Linked DNA regions of Mus musculus: region 2 is linked to region 1. Evidence: chromatin contacts called from public promoter capture Hi-C data. All regions are on one chromosome and are shown on one strand. Each heading gives the region's core, a stretch centred on a gene start, on an enhancer-like site or on the middle of the called end of the contact. The rest is flanking DNA. Distances are from core to core; before and after follow the strand shown.

Evidence for each region. Promoter capture Hi-C pulls out the DNA fragments that hold promoters and counts their contacts.
Region 2: a contact with region 1 is called in a promoter capture Hi-C map of pre-B cells, with 4 times the contacts expected there. The contact joins the promoter of Cd22 here to the promoter of Rps19 in region 1. A contact is called at or near these places in 2 of 39 promoter capture datasets (maxillary cranial neural crest and pre-B cells).

Annotation. Positions count from the first base shown.
Region 1 is chr7:24,881,946-24,889,788 of GRCm38.p6, forward strand. It overlaps Rps19 (ribosomal protein S19), which reads left to right and starts at 2,647. Exons shown (of 6, transcript NM_001360119.1): 1 at 2,647-2,722; 2 at 3,191-3,261; 3 at 3,507-3,607; 4 at 6,337-6,520; 5 at 6,962-7,016; 6 at 7,796-7,843. The coding sequence starts at 3,191. The coding sequence ends at 7,822.
Region 2 is chr7:30,876,090-30,883,932 of GRCm38.p6, forward strand. It overlaps Cd22 (CD22 antigen), which reads right to left and starts at 4,253. Exons shown (of 16, transcript NM_001043317.2): 1 at 4,147-4,253; 2 at 3,840-3,928; 3 at 3,106-3,251; 4 at 1,961-2,018; 5 at 1,350-1,754; 6 at 1-84. The coding sequence starts at 1,997. D7Ertd128e (a long non-coding RNA gene) reads left to right here and starts at 5,864. Exons shown (of 3, transcript XR_881941.3): 1 at 5,864-6,049.

The DNA of each region.
Region 1 (7,843 bases), core at 1,397-3,896:
TCAGGACAGCCAGGGCTACACAGAGAAACCCTGTCTTAAGACAAAACAAGAAGAAGAGAAGGAAGAGGAGGAAAAGGAGGAGGAAGAAGAGGAGGAAACAAGGTCATAACATTTCCAGGAAAATGAACAGAACTAGAAACGATTATGTTAAATGAAATTGGCCAGACTGAAAAAGACAAAAAGTGTGTGTACAGAACCTAGATTTAAAATCATGCTTTTGTACTTACATGGGGGAGAGGGATCATGAAGTTAGAAAGTGGGGTCATAAAATGGGAGGAAGAGATCTTAAGGGAGGTGGGAAGTAGAGCAGTGGAATCTAGGAACAGAAATAGAAGGGACTCACTAGCTGGAGGAAGGGAACCAGCAGGAGCGTCAAGGGGACATGAGCGGGCACAGTGTAAAAAGACACACATGCGTGAAAATACCATGGTGGAACCCACTGCTGTGTGTGCTGACCTGGAAAGTAATGGGGAAAAAAAAGGTTTCTTCATATTAACTCCTCGAATAGCGTCTCTATCGACCTTACACCAAAGTCATGCATCTACCACAGGATTCATCCCCATTGACACAACATGTGTCATGTGTCACCATGACCAAATGCCAGATAGAAACAACCCAAGGATTTATTCATTTGTCTCAGTTTGGAAAGGGACTGGTTTATTGCCACATGGCCCCATGTCCTTGAGCAAATCACTGTCATGCTGGGTGTGTCCTGCTGAGGAGCTAGGACTACCACACAGATAAGAGACCCCAGGCAAGAGAAGAAGAGTTCCCAGTTCTAACCATTCCTCCAGCTAAGCCCATCTTCCACCTCCCACAGCCTCTCACCAGCAGCATCCTATTTGTGAATCCATTGATTCTGTCAGCGTCCTCACACTCACAGACATCCCCAGAAGTGCACTTTACTGGTCGCATACATGGTTTTTGTATTGGTGCTGTTCTGGTTTGGCTGCCTTAGAACTCATTATGTAAACCAATCTGACCTCGAATTTGCTGTAATCCTCCTGCCTGTGTCTCCTGAGTGTTAGGACCGTAGGTGTGCATCACTATGCCCAGGCCATTTAAGTGTTTAAGGTTTTTTTAAATTTACTTTTGTGTGTATGTGTCTGCATATGTACATACATGAGTGCACGTGCCCGAGGAAGCCAGAAGAGGACATGTCATCCTCTGGAGATGAAAGTACAAGCTACTGTGACCCTCCAGTGTAGGTGTTTGGAACTGAAGTCAGATTTTCTGAAATTGCTGAGCCATCTGTCTCTCCGGCCCCTCAAACTGGCTTAACTTTTCACTTATGTATTGATAATTCATTTCTTTTTAATATTTTTTTCTAATTTTAAGTCTTAGTATGTGTATAAAGAGGGTGCGATATGTGAACATACACCCTTCTCTGAGACGCACCTGTGGCAGTCAGAGGACAAAACTCTGTAGTTAGTTCTTATACCGTGATGGGTTCAAAGAATCGTATCAGGTCAATCAGGCTCGTATGGGAGAACTTCTACCTAGTGAGCGAACCATCACAATGCCCCTCGTTTCTTTTTTTTTTTTGGGGGGGGGGGGGTCGAGACAGGGTTTCTCTGTGTAGCCCTGACTGTCCTGGAACTCACTCTGTAGACCAGGCTGGCCTCGAACTCAGAAATCCGCCTGCCTCTGCCTCCTGAGTGCTGGGATTAAAGGCGTGCGCCACCACGCCCGGCCCCTCCTCTCTTTTCTATCTTAAATAATATTTGTCTGGATGCAACACAACCTCAAATATTTTATGCGCTGCGCTGCGGGGTGGGAGTGGGAGGTACTGAGAGCCTGGCGTAGTGACACACTCCCGTAGCATTAAGCTGGGGGATCATGAGTTCAAAGCCAGCCTTAGATAAAAAGTCCCAGGCCAGTCTTGGCTAAATAAATTAATGATAATCCTGTCTCAAAACAACAAACGATAGGCAGGTAGGTGGGTGGGTAGGTACAGATATAATAAAGTTGCACAGGTCAGCTTGGATGACTCAGAAGAGGCAAACGAGGAGACTAACGGTCTGAACAACCAGACTCCGGCACTAGATGGCGGAGCTGAACCTCCACCAAGGGCCCGCCTCTACCCCTTTGTCCCCGCCCTAATCTCCTCCCCGCTCCCAACGCCTTCTTTCCTCTCCGCGAGCGTCAATGGAGCTGAAGCAACTTCCGCCCAAAGAAGGGTGGGGCTTCCGTGTATCTCTTGGTCTCGCGAATGCTAATGCTAGCACAAAAGGTGGTGGTGGCCACATGTCATAGTGCCTTTTCCCTGGATTGCCTGTCACGGTTCCGCCCGTAACTATTCCCATTTCCGGCCAGGAAGCAGGGTCTTGCGCTGAATCCCGCCTTCCTTTCGTGCGCGCTCAACTTCGCCCGCACTTCCGCCCTCAAAAGTTTCCGCCTCCTTGTTCCCGCCAGACACACAAGGCTCAAATGAAGGCCGACTCCCCCAGCTCGCTCCGGTCACGCCCAAGGAAACGGAAAGAGGAACCAGATCCCTTATCCTCCTCCCGAGTCCCTTCTCTTGGCTTCTCCACCCCTTCCTCTTACAGACCCGCCCATTTTGGGTGGAGATGAAGCCATATTCGCCCTCAGAAAGGCGGAGCCCTCTGGTTTAGCCGCTCTCGCGAGCACTCCGAAATCTCGCGAGACTCGACGCCCGACTTGTGCGCCCGGGAAACCCCGTCGTTCCCTTTCCCCTGGCTGGCAGCGCGGAGGCCGCACGGTGAGTGAGGGCTCTGGGTCGCGGCTGTGCGCGGGGCCACGGGGCCGGGCTTTCTGGCCCCAAGAGCTCGTGCCGGGACCGCGGGAAGCCCGGCGCGGGGTCGCTCCGCCCTCTGGAGCCGCGGCCACGTGCGAGCGGCAGGCCCGGACATGCCTGATCGCCGCAATCCGGGAGCCCGGAGGGTTAGGTGGGCAGCGGAGGGGTGAGTGGGACGCCCGGAACGTGGGCTTGAGGGAGCGGGGTGTGGAGGGCTCTCCCACGCGGTCACCACGCCGCGGTGCTGCGATCCGCGTGGCGTGTGCACCCGGCAACTCTGTTGGACCTGCAGGAGCCGAGTTGCAGGGACATGAGGCTGGGTGGATGCTGAGGCTTTGGGGTGGACTGGCGACGAGCAGGGTTGGTGTTGACCTGGACCCACGTCAGGGGTTTGCACCAAGCCTGACCTCGGCATGCTTGTCCCTTCCTCAGATGCCCGGAGTTACTGTAAAAGACGTTAACCAGCAGGAGTTCGTCAGAGCTCTGGCAGCCTTCCTCAAAAAGTAAGTGTTTGTTGGAACTGAGGCCTGACCCCTGTGCGCTGTGACCCCAATGTGTCATTAATCCCTCTGGCCACTTGCTGGGGGTCTTTTCTGAATTGGGCCTACGGTGACCATGCTTCCTTTTTAACCTGTTCGTTCTTGCTTTTTTTTTCCCCCAACCTTGTTAACTTGCTAAAGGTTAGTAGATCTGAAGTCATCTTTGGAAATTTTTGAAGTGTGCTTTTTCTCAATTCTCTTGGTTCTAGGTCCGGGAAGCTGAAAGTCCCCGAATGGGTGGACACAGTCAAGCTGGCCAAACATAAAGAGCTTGCCCCATATGATGAGAACTGGTTCTACACACGAGCTGGTAAGAACTGAGGCTTTGGCTGGGAGTGGGAACCTGGGCGACCCCAGGCAGGGACCCTGTCTTCCCCTCCCATCTACACCAGGAGACAGACCTCATTATTGAATAGCTGTAGCTTTAAACTAGAAAGGAAATCTGAGGGCAAATGAGTGTCCATATTTTGCTTACTTGAGAGTCTTAACAGCTTTCTGTGTCCACGGTTATAGCATTTAGATTTGAACAACTGTCAACTCCTGTTTGGTTGAGTGGTCGGGAGTGCCACTCCTGTTATAAAGGAAACTTACAGATCTGGTGCCCAAAGAAAACTTTGGGGTGCCCCTCTGGTCTCTCTGGATCCTGCCTGGGTGCTTTGTGCATCCTGTTGTCTCTAGTCTTTAGGGGAGCAGGATTCTTTCTGCTGGGTAGTGCCAGGGTTGCAGTTCATGGCCAGGCCTTTGCTAGGGGGGGGCCCTGCCTGAGAATTCCCCTGGTCGTGGGAAGTAAGTTCCTCTTCGCTTAAGACCGTGAAGCAGTTTATAAGTTAATATTAAATGTCCACGGGATCCACTTTGTTTCAGGCTTTGGCATGGGCACAGGGACCACCATGACTCAACACAGCCTCTGAAAACCAAAAGGTCAATTCCACAGTGTGGGAAAAGGTCGGTGCTTCCACCTGCCAGCACGTTTTTAAGGAGGGTGATGTAGGGAAGGGTGGTGAGGCCTAGCTGAGGTGTGCACCTCACACCCCCTCTTGGAAGCAAGCGTGCAGTGGTGTTGACAGTGCTTCAGGTGGTAGGTTAGGGCGGCTGTGGAGTTGCGAGAGGAAGACTGTTGGGTTTCTCTGGGTAGAGTGGTGTACTTGCTGTGGACAGGGTTGGTTGTCTAGTTTCCACAGCTGCTGTGGGGGGAGGCTGCCATATCCAGGGCCCGCCAGACACTGAGCTGTGTCCCAAGCAGGATGGGGTTAGCAAGAAATGGAATCGAGCCAGGTGCCTTTTGCCTTTGATTCCAGCACTTCTGGAGCAGAAGCAGTTTGGGGCCAGACCTGCTGGTGTGAGCTTGTATTCCCAGAATTTGAGAGACCAAGGCAATGCTGAGGGGGCTGGGCTGAGCTACAGGAAGACCCCAGCATTCTGGGGTCTAATGGGTTCCTGTCTGGTTTGATCAAAAAGCTCAGGCTCTTACCAAATTGTAGCCGTTTGTCATAACACTGAAAAGGGGGGTACAGAGGTGGCATTACTTTCTTCGAAGATAGGCTAGTTCTGTTCAAAGTTAGTTTTCAGACTATGTTTGTAGTTTTGTCTGGATAATGAGCTGGCTTGTTCTGTCACTTGCTTTTGGGGCTGGAGTGCAGTGGGGAAACAGGCTCATGTTTTAGGTCCTGAGAAAAGGCTCCATGGGCCTCCTGTGTTAGGACCAGGGGGCTTGTTGGGAGAGTGACATTTGTAGGGGACCACTTCCGTTGGAGAACCAAAGGGAGGGTGAGTTAGGGCTGGGAGAATAGATTTTTCCACAGAAGTTTAACATGAAGGCATTGGGGAGGGAAACATACAAGGTTTTTCATCCCACACTTAAAGACGGGGTGGTCAGGGTGGGGTCCCCACCCTGCTCTTAGCACAAGTTTCTTCTGTTGTTGTTAGGCTGCAGTGCTTCATGAAACCTTGGTCTTCGCAAGTAAGTTCAAATCCAAGGTGCCAGCCCCTCCTGAGCAGCAATTCTGGGGCTTTATCTAAAGTTGTGCCTTTAAAATGTGCCAGAGCCAGGTCTTGTTGAAGAGGAGAATAAAAAGAAATAGGCTGTCTTGCTGCTTACAGCCTCTAAATAGTTCTTTATTCAGTCAAAAGGAGTGCACACAAGCTCTGGAATGGCAGGCCCATGCCTTGTAATTAGTTGGCAGGTGGTTTCCCACGAGATGATTTTTATGTGGTGCTGGAAAGGACGGCTAGAATCCCCATTGCAGAAGCTTTTAGCCTTGTTGTGATTCCCTCCGTTTGTCCGCTGTGCTTGCAGTTGGCTAGTTCTTTGGTGATGTGCTGAGATTCAAGCACCCACTGTGTCCAGGCAGCCTAGTGAGACCAAGGTTCCCCACCCTGAGGAAGAGCAGAGAGGTATAGAGCATTTGAGTGGGCCTTTAAGATTGGGGTTGTTGGTGATGTCACCTTGCAAAAAGGTTGGAAATGGCTGTTAATCCTGACACTGATACGGGCTGTGGGTTTTTTAAAAATTAAAGCAAAATGAACAGAGACAAGCTGTGGGGGCAATGTCTTGGGTGCCAGTCCAATGCTAAATGGAACCTGGGCAGTAGTAGATGAGCTGAGTCTGTCACAGGGCTGTTCATCCCTAAAATGAAGTTGCCTGGGGCCCCAGTACCATGCGGCTCTTGGCTACTGTGTAGCTTGCAGATGTGAAGAATGCATGGCACGGCTTCAGCTCAGTGCCTTGGGTTTTCCTGACGCTGGTTTGATAGGCCAGAAGAGTGCCCACAGGACAATAATCCTTGCTCGACCCATGGTTGAGGCAAGGCACATTACAAGTTTTGAGGTGCCCACCACAGAAAGTGCCTGCATCAGGCACATGGGTATGGCCACACTTGATGAGGCTTATCTAGAACATGGGGCCAGTCTTGGTGAGGGGCAAAGATCCAGGGGTGTCAAACACCAGTTTTGGTACATGGTCTCAGTTACACAGTTGTCTAATTTCACACAGTGAAGGACAAGCAGGTGACCTCAGGCTCCCTCTTGCCCCACCCACAGCTTCCACAGCACGGCACCTGTACCTCCGAGGTGGTGCTGGGGTTGGTTCCATGACCAAGATCTATGGAGGACGGCAGAGAAACGGTGTCAGACCCAGCCATTTCAGCAGAGGCTCTAAGAGTGTGGCCCGCCGGGTCCTCCAAGCCCTGGAGGGGCTGAAAATGGTGGAAAAGGACCAAGATGGGTATGCAGGGTTGTGGCTGGGCCAGGGGTAGTCTTTGCCTGCTGGTGGCATGTGGTGGGGTTGTTGGACCTCCCTATAAATGAAGGTATGGGGCCTTCAGAAAGCAAAAGGGAGGGCCTCACCCAGACCTCTCTGGCTGACTTGCTCTGACTCTGGGAAGGTAATTTAGCGACTGTCTGCTTTCATTAGCCTACTCGTTAACTTTTCCCAATTGATTTTTTCGGGGCTTTTGATCTAATGCTTGCACAAACGACACCCCGTCAACTCCCAAGGGTCTCCCTCTCCTGCCCCGGGCTCGTTAGGATGTGGCTGGCCACAAGTGGGACTTGGCAAACACAGTGCAGTTCCATCACTTGGTACTTTGTTTGTGCACCACCCCTGGGGGGGTGGGCTGTACTCATCCAGGGTTTGTTTTGTTTTGTTTTGTTTTTCTTTGTACAGGGGCCGCAAGCTGACGCCTCAGGGACAGAGAGACCTGGACAGGATCGCTGGACAGGTGAGAGGTGCACGTTATGCGTCTGTTGAAACAGAGCGGGGGGGGGGGGGGGCTGGAGGCCACACTGGGAAGGGGTTAAAAATAAGGTATACTAGCCAGGCGGTGGTGGCGCACGCCTTTAATCCCAGCACGCAGGAGGCAGAGGCAGGCGGATTTCTGGAGGTCAGCCTGGTCTGCAGAGTGAGTGCCAGGACTATACAGAGAAACCGTGTCTTGGGAAAAAATTAAAAAAAATAAGATATACTATAATTGCTGGAGACTGGGTGCCCAATGTGGTATGAGGCTTCTATAAACTTAGACCTGTAGTCCCGTACAGATACTTGGTGTTAGGGCTTCTAGCCACTCTTCCTCCTTAGTACCAGGCACCAGGTTTACACAGCTTGGGATGGGGTAGAGATGTGGCAGACAGGTTCAGGCCCAGACTTTGTAGAGTGACTTCCTTCCTACCACATTCCATGTAAAGTGATGCTCACCCTGAACAGCAGTGGTGTAAAGAGGAGCCCTGGGATCTGACAGGCACTCCGTGCCTAATTTTCTCTCTACAAGAGACTCTACCACCTAAGGGTCTTGGAAGGCTTTAGCCCTTAACTTGGAGTCTTAGTAAAAAGAGCCTGACCCCAAACATTGGCAAACCCATCCCCTCAGGACAAAGGGCAGAAGCTTGAGCCCTGTGTATAATTTACAGAGTCAGAAGTGTCTGCAACAGTGGGGCTGAGGGCATGGATGCAGTGAGCTATGACAAACCTTGACCCCGCCCTGATCTTTCTGTCTTCCCACAGGTGGCAGCTGCCAACAAGAAGCATTAGAACAAAGGATGCTGGGTTAAT
Region 2 (7,843 bases), core at 3,003-5,502, 6.0 Mb after region 1:
AGAAATTCAGTCCACAGGTCAGAGTGACACTTTGGGATTCCCGGATTTCTGATGGCATCTGGATGTAAGGTTGGAACGGTTTCTCTAAGGGGAAAGAAGAGAGAGGCCTGCTTGCTGGAGATGGGACACAGACTGGCTGTCCACCCCTGACTTCAGGCCTCCTCTCCCATGTGACCCCAGAAGAAGCCCTTCAAGGCTAGCCTTTCTTTAGTCAGTTCGACTACTCTGGAAGGCCTTGGGAACACAAGCCTGCTGGGAAATTGTGTTTAACATTGACTTTGTTTCTCACTTTCTCCTTCCATTATGTTCCTAATGGCCTCAGGATCACCCAGGGTGATTTGATTTGATTTGATTGATTGATTGATTGATTGATTGGTTTAATTCTCCATGTATCATTGGTGGCACGTGTTTGTTTGTCAGACTCAGACTTAGAGTCAGCCAAGCACAACATTCCTTTAGTGGGGTGATCCTGAGGCCCTGGGCTCAAATCTCCACCATGCCAGACCATCTGACAGATGATGTGACACCAAGAGACGCAGCATGGACAGCTCTAGTGTGGAGTGATGATACTGTCTAGGGCAGAGGCCCCTGGCTGTTGTTAGAGGTCATGTCTGAGCCCTGTGCTCTCCTCTAGCCTAAAAGAATTTGGTCATTAACACACTGAGAGATTTGAAAATCCAGACCTCTCTCTGCTTTGGAAAGCTTCAGAAAACCTGAGAGCCTCGACAACGGATTCCAGAACAGACACAAGCTGAGGAGAGAAAGCCTGAGGTAGGACAATTGCTCATGCTGCAGTTGGCTGTGTGTGTGTGAGAGAGTTATGTGAGTGAGTGAGTGTGTGTGTGTGTGTGTGCATCAAAGCTTCCTATTTGGTGAGCAAATGAAAAGGAGAAATAAAAAGGAAAGAACATGATTGCTCCTAGGTGTGGTGGAAGAGAAATTATATTGTAGATAAAAGGGAGAACATAGCCAGAGGCAGGCACATCTGGGAGAGTCCAGAGTGGATATGACCCCGAGCCAGGTGAGGAAGGGTGGGAGAGGGGAACCAGGTACAGCAGCCAAGGAAATGGGCTAGAGGTAAAAGAGGGTGGGCTACCCAGATGGCTGGATTATATAGGGAAGAGCCTGGGGGAGGGGCAGCCCGGCTCTTGGGCTGGGGAGATGGGCTAGAGAGTGGGGGCCAGGAGCCAGCCATTCTTTGTAATAGGTAGGGACTGAGGGATGCTGGGAGAATCTGGTGCCAGGCCCTCTTTAATATGTTAAATAGGCACCTTGGCTGTTTGCTCCAGGGTTTGAGCAGGTCCCTCTTTGCTGCCGCTAGAACAGTTGGCTGTCTCCCCATGCCTTACCCGAGACATTGAGGTGAATGGGCTCCATCCATCGTTCAGTCCCTGCGGTCATCCTCAACCCCAGATTCCCACTGTCATTGGCACGTATCGGGTGGATTTTCAGGGTACAATTGTCTATTCTGTTCCCCAGAAATGTTACTCTCCCTTGCTTAGAAAGGTACAGCTCAGACTCTGGGTCCTTCTCAGTCTTTGTGGCGTTGTACAGGACAGTTCCTGTGAATTTCTTGGTGGCCTTGTCAAACTCATAGTTCTGAAAAAGGAGGATGTTGTCCAGACGTGCCTTGGGTAGTGGAGTTTTGTACTTGCAAGGAATCCTGATGCAGGCTCCCTCCCAGGCAAAGAGGGTTTGGGGATGGTCAACGGTCCAATCATTTGCTGAGCTGTACCGAGCCGAAGCCACGTGTCCTAAAGGCCACAACTCTGGTCAGAAGTTGTTACTGAGGGGTGAGAACTTCCACTGGAAGTAGGAGAGGGAGACACTGGGGAGACACACGGTGGAGCAGGAGCACAGAATCTCTGCGGTTCCCCTCCAATGCCCCAGGTCCATCCCCTCTCTGCATTATCCACTGATATCTCCAGACCCAGCTACCAGCCTGGGCCTCAGCACTTACCTAGGATCAAGAGGAGCCACAGGTAATGGACGCGCATGGTGTCTCGTCTGGGTGGGACCTAAAGAAGGAAGAATTAGTCTGTAAACTGGATGTGTTAGCATGTGACTGTAATCTCAGCATTCAGGAAGTTGAGTAAGGAGAATTGCTATGAGTCTGAGGCCAGCGTGGGCTACATTCTGAGACCCGGTCTCAACAAGAACAACAAAAGGAATTTGCCTTTGAGCCATCTTGTTGCTCCCTTATCTTGTTTGTTGTCCCCTGAGTTCTGGCCCCTTTCTTCCTGATTTTGTGTGTGTGTGTGTGTGTGTGTGTGTGTGTGTGTGTGTGTGTGTGGTGTGTCTAGTTATAGTGATAGAGATGTGGGTAGAGCCCCTGCCTAACAAGCACAGGATCTAGATTCAATTGTACTAGTACTAGCCCAAAAAGTAAAACTAAACTCATAGTGCAGTATATTTGGAGGAAGTTGGAAAGCCTTAGAGCAGCGAGAAATCTGAGCGATTGCCTCCTGAGCCCTGGGTGCTGATAGGGAGCAAGGGGCAGGCATCCCTTTTCTAACAACAGCCAGTCGTTAGCAGGTGGGAATGGGGACCTCATGTTGTCCGATCACCCACTGTCTGACCATAAGGAAGAAGCCAGATTGTCATGAGAAATGTCTTGCTTTAGAAGCAATACATAGGACCAGCCATAGTGGTATATACCTAAAAATCCCAGAATTTTGGAGCCTGGATCTATGAATACAAGCTTGAAGCTAGTCTGGCTTACCAAGTCATTATGAGTAGTATTAAATAAGTAGTAGCATACAGCTCTAGCCTGACGGATCAATTTAAGGGCAACTAATTTACAACTCTTATCTCTCTCTCTCTCTCTCTCTCTCTCTCTCTCTCTCTCTCTCTCTCTGTCTCTCTCTCTCTCTCTCTCTCTCTCTCTCCAACAAGCTTGGCCTCCACCATCCTACACTTTATGTAGAGTTAAATTTAACAATTTAACTCTATTCATGTGGCTGTGATCTCTGTGTGAGTCCCCAGGGATCTTGCAGGATGTGCCAACAGAGTGTGTCTCCGGTGTCCGAGAGCAGAGCTGTGTCCCTTCGCTTCCCTTCCCTTCCACCCACCCAAGGTTTCCCATACCTTGCACAGCATCCTCACCTCCCTCTCTCTCCTGCTATTTCTCTCCCAGGCCGCAGGGCACAGGTAGTAAGGACTTCTGGGTGACCAGGAACAGGTGTAGGGAAAGCCAGTTCAGTTGCTGAGCGTGGGCTGGGTTCTGCCTCCACGGTTGGGGGTGGTGTGGCCTGGGTGTATATAAGAGGTTTGTGGGCTGAGGCTGGAGCAGATCATCTGAGGAAGAGCTTATCTTAGTTTCCCAGGTACAGGGAATGCACCACATAGAGATGTCTTCAAAGTCACAGCCACTTGGGAAAAGCAGAGCTCAACAGGAGGCTTCACTGCAGGACTTCTTAAGTTGTCTAAAGAGCTTAGACAGGCAGTGGCCATGCTTCTTTGGCCACGAGCTCTATTTTAATCTTTTCCAATGAAAGCGTTGCAGGGTTGCAAGCTCTGTTCTGGAGGACACACTTTAACACACCGGTGGGGTTGCTATAACAAGGGCTGTGGTGACAATCAGCCTCTGGGTGCTGGACCACCCTGTTTGTCCGGCAGCCCCTCCAGCCACATCCTTAGCAGAGCCTGGCTGGAGAACTCAAGCTTGAGCAGGAAGCAGGCAGTTCCAGAGTGAAGCTCTGAACCCCAGGAATTTACAGCATGAGAAGCAGGGACCTGAGCCTGGGGCCCGGACGGGTGAAGAGGTAGAGCAGGGTGCAGCAGCAACAGTTACTAAGTCCAGAAGCTTAGAACAGGGCCAAGAACTGTGATCTGCTCACCTTCTGAGAGCCTCAAGGTTAGCTTCCTGGTCCCATCATTTCCTCCCTGGCACTCAAAAGCTTCTTCTACCTCAGAAGACCCAGAAAGCCTGGAAAGGGGACACTGAACGACAGGGATGGGGAGAACAGGGTAGGGATGAGGGGTTGGGGTTGGGGGTTTAGGCGTTGGAGGGTGAGGTTTGTCTGTGCCTATTGTAAAGTAGATGAAAAAACACAGCAGGCCCTCGAGGCCAGCACACAGAGGCCACTCCATATCCACTCCATATTTACTTGTCGAGAACAAGAGAAAAGATTGAAATGGTTTTACCTGTTTCCTCCTGTGTTCGATCTTCAGGATCCCTAGCAGGATCTGAGAGTAAGAAAACTAAGAAAAGTCTCACACGCTTGGCCACGCCCCCTTCCTCTCTGGGCCTCTGCGAGAGACCAGCAGATATGGTGTGGATGAGAGGCCGTGGTGGAGAACACAAGTTTGGGGTCAGATTGATTCTCTGCAGTCACGTGTTGGCTTGGGTGTCTTCCATGTCTGATGAATTTCCATGCTGCTTTGTCCAGGCTCCCTAGAGCCAGACAACACACAAATACATACCTGAACACACAATAATCAAACACACACACACACACACACACACACACACATATATACTCATGCACCTGGGCGCCATCACAAATAAGTAATAATGAAGTAAAAGACTTCCCATTCAGGAACCCTTCTTCCCAGAGCTAGAGCTCCCAGCTGGCTGGGGAAGGAACAGGTCTTCTTGAAGGTGGCTTTCGCTTGCTGATACATCTTATTGCTAGCAATCACACCGAAGGCAGGAGCAGAGTGATCTAGCACTGACATGAATACCTTAGCAGCTCCACGGGCGAGGGGAGGACCAGAGCTCTGGGGAAGAAAGATTTGCTGAATGGGAACTCTTTACTCCCTTTTTATTTATATGTGATCGTGTCAAGACGCATGAGTGTGTGTGTGTATGTGTGTGTGTTGTGTGTTTGAGCATTGTGTGTGTTCAAGTGTATATTTGTATGTGTGTGTTTGTGTGTCAGGTGAGTGTTATGTTTGTGTATATGTGTGTGTTGTGTGTGTGTTTGTATATTTGAGTGTTGTGCATGTTTGTGTGTTTGTGTTGTATGTTTTTGAGTGTTGTGTGTGTTTGTGTGTGTTATGCATATGTGGTGTGTGTGTACATGTGTATGTGTGTGGTGTGTGTAGTATGCCTGTGGTGTCTGTGGTGTGTATTTGTGAGTGTATATGTATATGGTATGTGTGTGGCATGTGAGAGTATGTGTTTGTATATTATGTGTATTTGAGTGTTGTATATGTTTGTGTTGTATGTTTTTGTGTATGGTGTCTGTATTTGTGTATGAGTTGTGTGTGTTTGTGTTGTATTGTGTGTGAGTGTGTGTGTTGTGTACATGTATATGTATGTGGTGTGTGTATATATGTGTAGTGTGTGTGTGTGTGTGTGTGTGTGTAGAGATCAGAGGACAACCTGTGGAACGCTCTCCTTCCACATTTATGTGGGTTCCAGGGGTCAAACTTAGGTTGTCAAGCTTGCCCACAACCACTTTTACCCACTGAACCATCTGGCAGCCCTGCAAATGGGAAAGTCTTGAGATTGAAACTGAGTCACTTGCTAGGCAGCAGCCAGCAGAGAGATGCAAATTCTACAGATGGCAGGGAACATGAGGGCAGAGCTGACCTCAGCTCTACAGGCCCAGGGAATGTGCTGCACAAAAATGTCTTCAAGGTCATGGCTGGTCAGGAAAAACTGAGTGCAGACGTGCAGGGGCCACTCATGGCTGGGAGGAAAACTGAACCGCCAAGAGGCAGGAAACTCCTTTGCAAAGTATATGTGACCGTGAAGATGGATTCTGTAGCTTAAGAGCCTAGGATCTGGTGGGGTCTCCCACTGAGATAGGTAGAGGTCAGTGAGCTCCAAAATGTATAGGGGACACATGACATCCCACCTGGTTCTCTATTAACTGAGAGCTAAGGATAATGGTTTAGGGAGGGGAAAGTCTGGGATAAACATTCCGGGGGATTTGGATGAAGTCTGGCTCTACAGATAGCAAAGGTCACCGGCTTATTAATAATATCTACTCCTAACTTTCTGGGTAGAAAACAGAGGAGACACCCCTGTATTTACAACATTCCTGTTTTCTCCAGTGTTATCTGTGAAGACGGAATGGCGTGTCCCCTCTACACAATAGTAAGTAGGCTTTACTGTAGTCCTTCTGAAGCTGGCTAAAGAGCTCTATGTTACTAGACATGGGAGTAGCCTGAGGGTAGCTAGAAACACACAGCATCAGAAAGAGTTAAGAAGAACTACAGAAGATAGTGATGGGGGAGGGGGGAGCGGGATGTAGAAGGACTGCTTCCCAACCACTCAAGAAATTGAAACAGGAAGATCAAAAGTACAAGATCAGCCTAGATTACAGAGTAATTTCAAGACAAGCTTCAGCAAGTTAATGAGACCCTGTCTTGAAATGAAAAATGGGACCTGGGAGTATGATAGAAGAGTAGAATCTTTTCCCTGCCTAGAATCCCCCAGTGAGGGGCTGGGAGTGTGGCGCAGTGGTAGAGCCCCTGCCTAGAATCCCCCAGTGAGGGGCTGGGGACATGGCTCAGTGGTAGAGCCCCTGCCTAGAATCTCCCAGTGACGGCCTGGGGGCGTGGCCCAGTGGTAGAGCCCCTGCCTAGAATCCCCCAGTGAGGGGTTGGGGGTGTGGCCCAGTGGTAGAGCCCCTGCCTAGAATCCTCCAGTGAGGGCCTGGGGGCGTGGCCCAGTGGTAGAGCCCCTGCCTAGAATCCCCCAGTGAGGGCCTGGGGGCGTGGTTCAGTGGTAGAGCCCCTGCCTAGAATCCTCCAGTGAGGGGCTGGGGGCGTGGCCCAGTGGTAGAGCCCCTGCCTAGAATCCCCCAGTGAGGGCCTGGGGGTGTGGCTCAGTGGTAGAGAATTTGTCTAACATGTGCAAGGACCTACTTTTAACCCCCAGACTGCCTCACCCAAAAGTGGCAATGGAGGAGGGCACAACCAAGGTGGAGAAACTCCACAAATCAACAGCAGAGAGCTAGATTTGGTCTCTGACCAGAACTAGGATTGAAAAGGAGAAGCTATCTGGGTAAGGTGGTGCACCATACCCAACCAGGAACTTTAATTAACAACCAGGAACTCTTCAGGAGGGGTGAAGCCTCATTATGTCCCTCTCCATCTATGTTAGATTCTAATTACATTTTTTGAAATGGTCCTTACTATGTAGCCCCGGCTGGCCTGGAACTTTCTGTGTAAACCAGGAGTGTCCCCAGCTCACAGAGACCATCCTTCTTCTCCCTCCCTAGTGCCAGGACTAATAATATTTTTTCATCCATTTTTGGCTGAATCCATAGATTCCAAGGTGGAGGATATGAAAGACCGACTCTCCTTCTCCCTATTTCTTCTGCTAAGTACAGTGAAACTCTGGGGCTTTATTAGGAAGCACTGGAAGGCTCAGAAGAGCAGAGAGACAGCTCAAGCCAGGTTGACACCCTGAATCCTTGAGGTTTAGTCTGCTGCTATGTATTTATTGTAATGCTAAATTCTGTATCTGAAGATCTAGGCCTTGCATTTACAAGCTTTTGTTGAGCAAACCTTGTGCCTTAATTTAAAACTACTGGTTAAATAAAAGTGGCTGCAGTGAACTACTGGAGGGATTAGAGGCAAGTGAGCAGGGTGGAAAGCAAAGAACGAGAGGAGAGATGTAGGCTGATAGTTTTTAAAACCAACTTTAATAAGGGTTCTTAAATGCTTTACCCTCCCTTCTAGCCCACCACCCACCAGAGGCAGTGGAAAGGAAAGATTAATAGGGCAAAGGAGGGTGTGGACCTGGTTTGTTTGTTTTTAAAATATTTATTTATTTATTTATTTAATACGAGTCCACTGAGCTGTCTTCAGACACACCAGAAGAGGGCATCAGATCCCATTATAGATGGTTGTGAGCCACCATGTGGATGCTGGGAATTGAGCT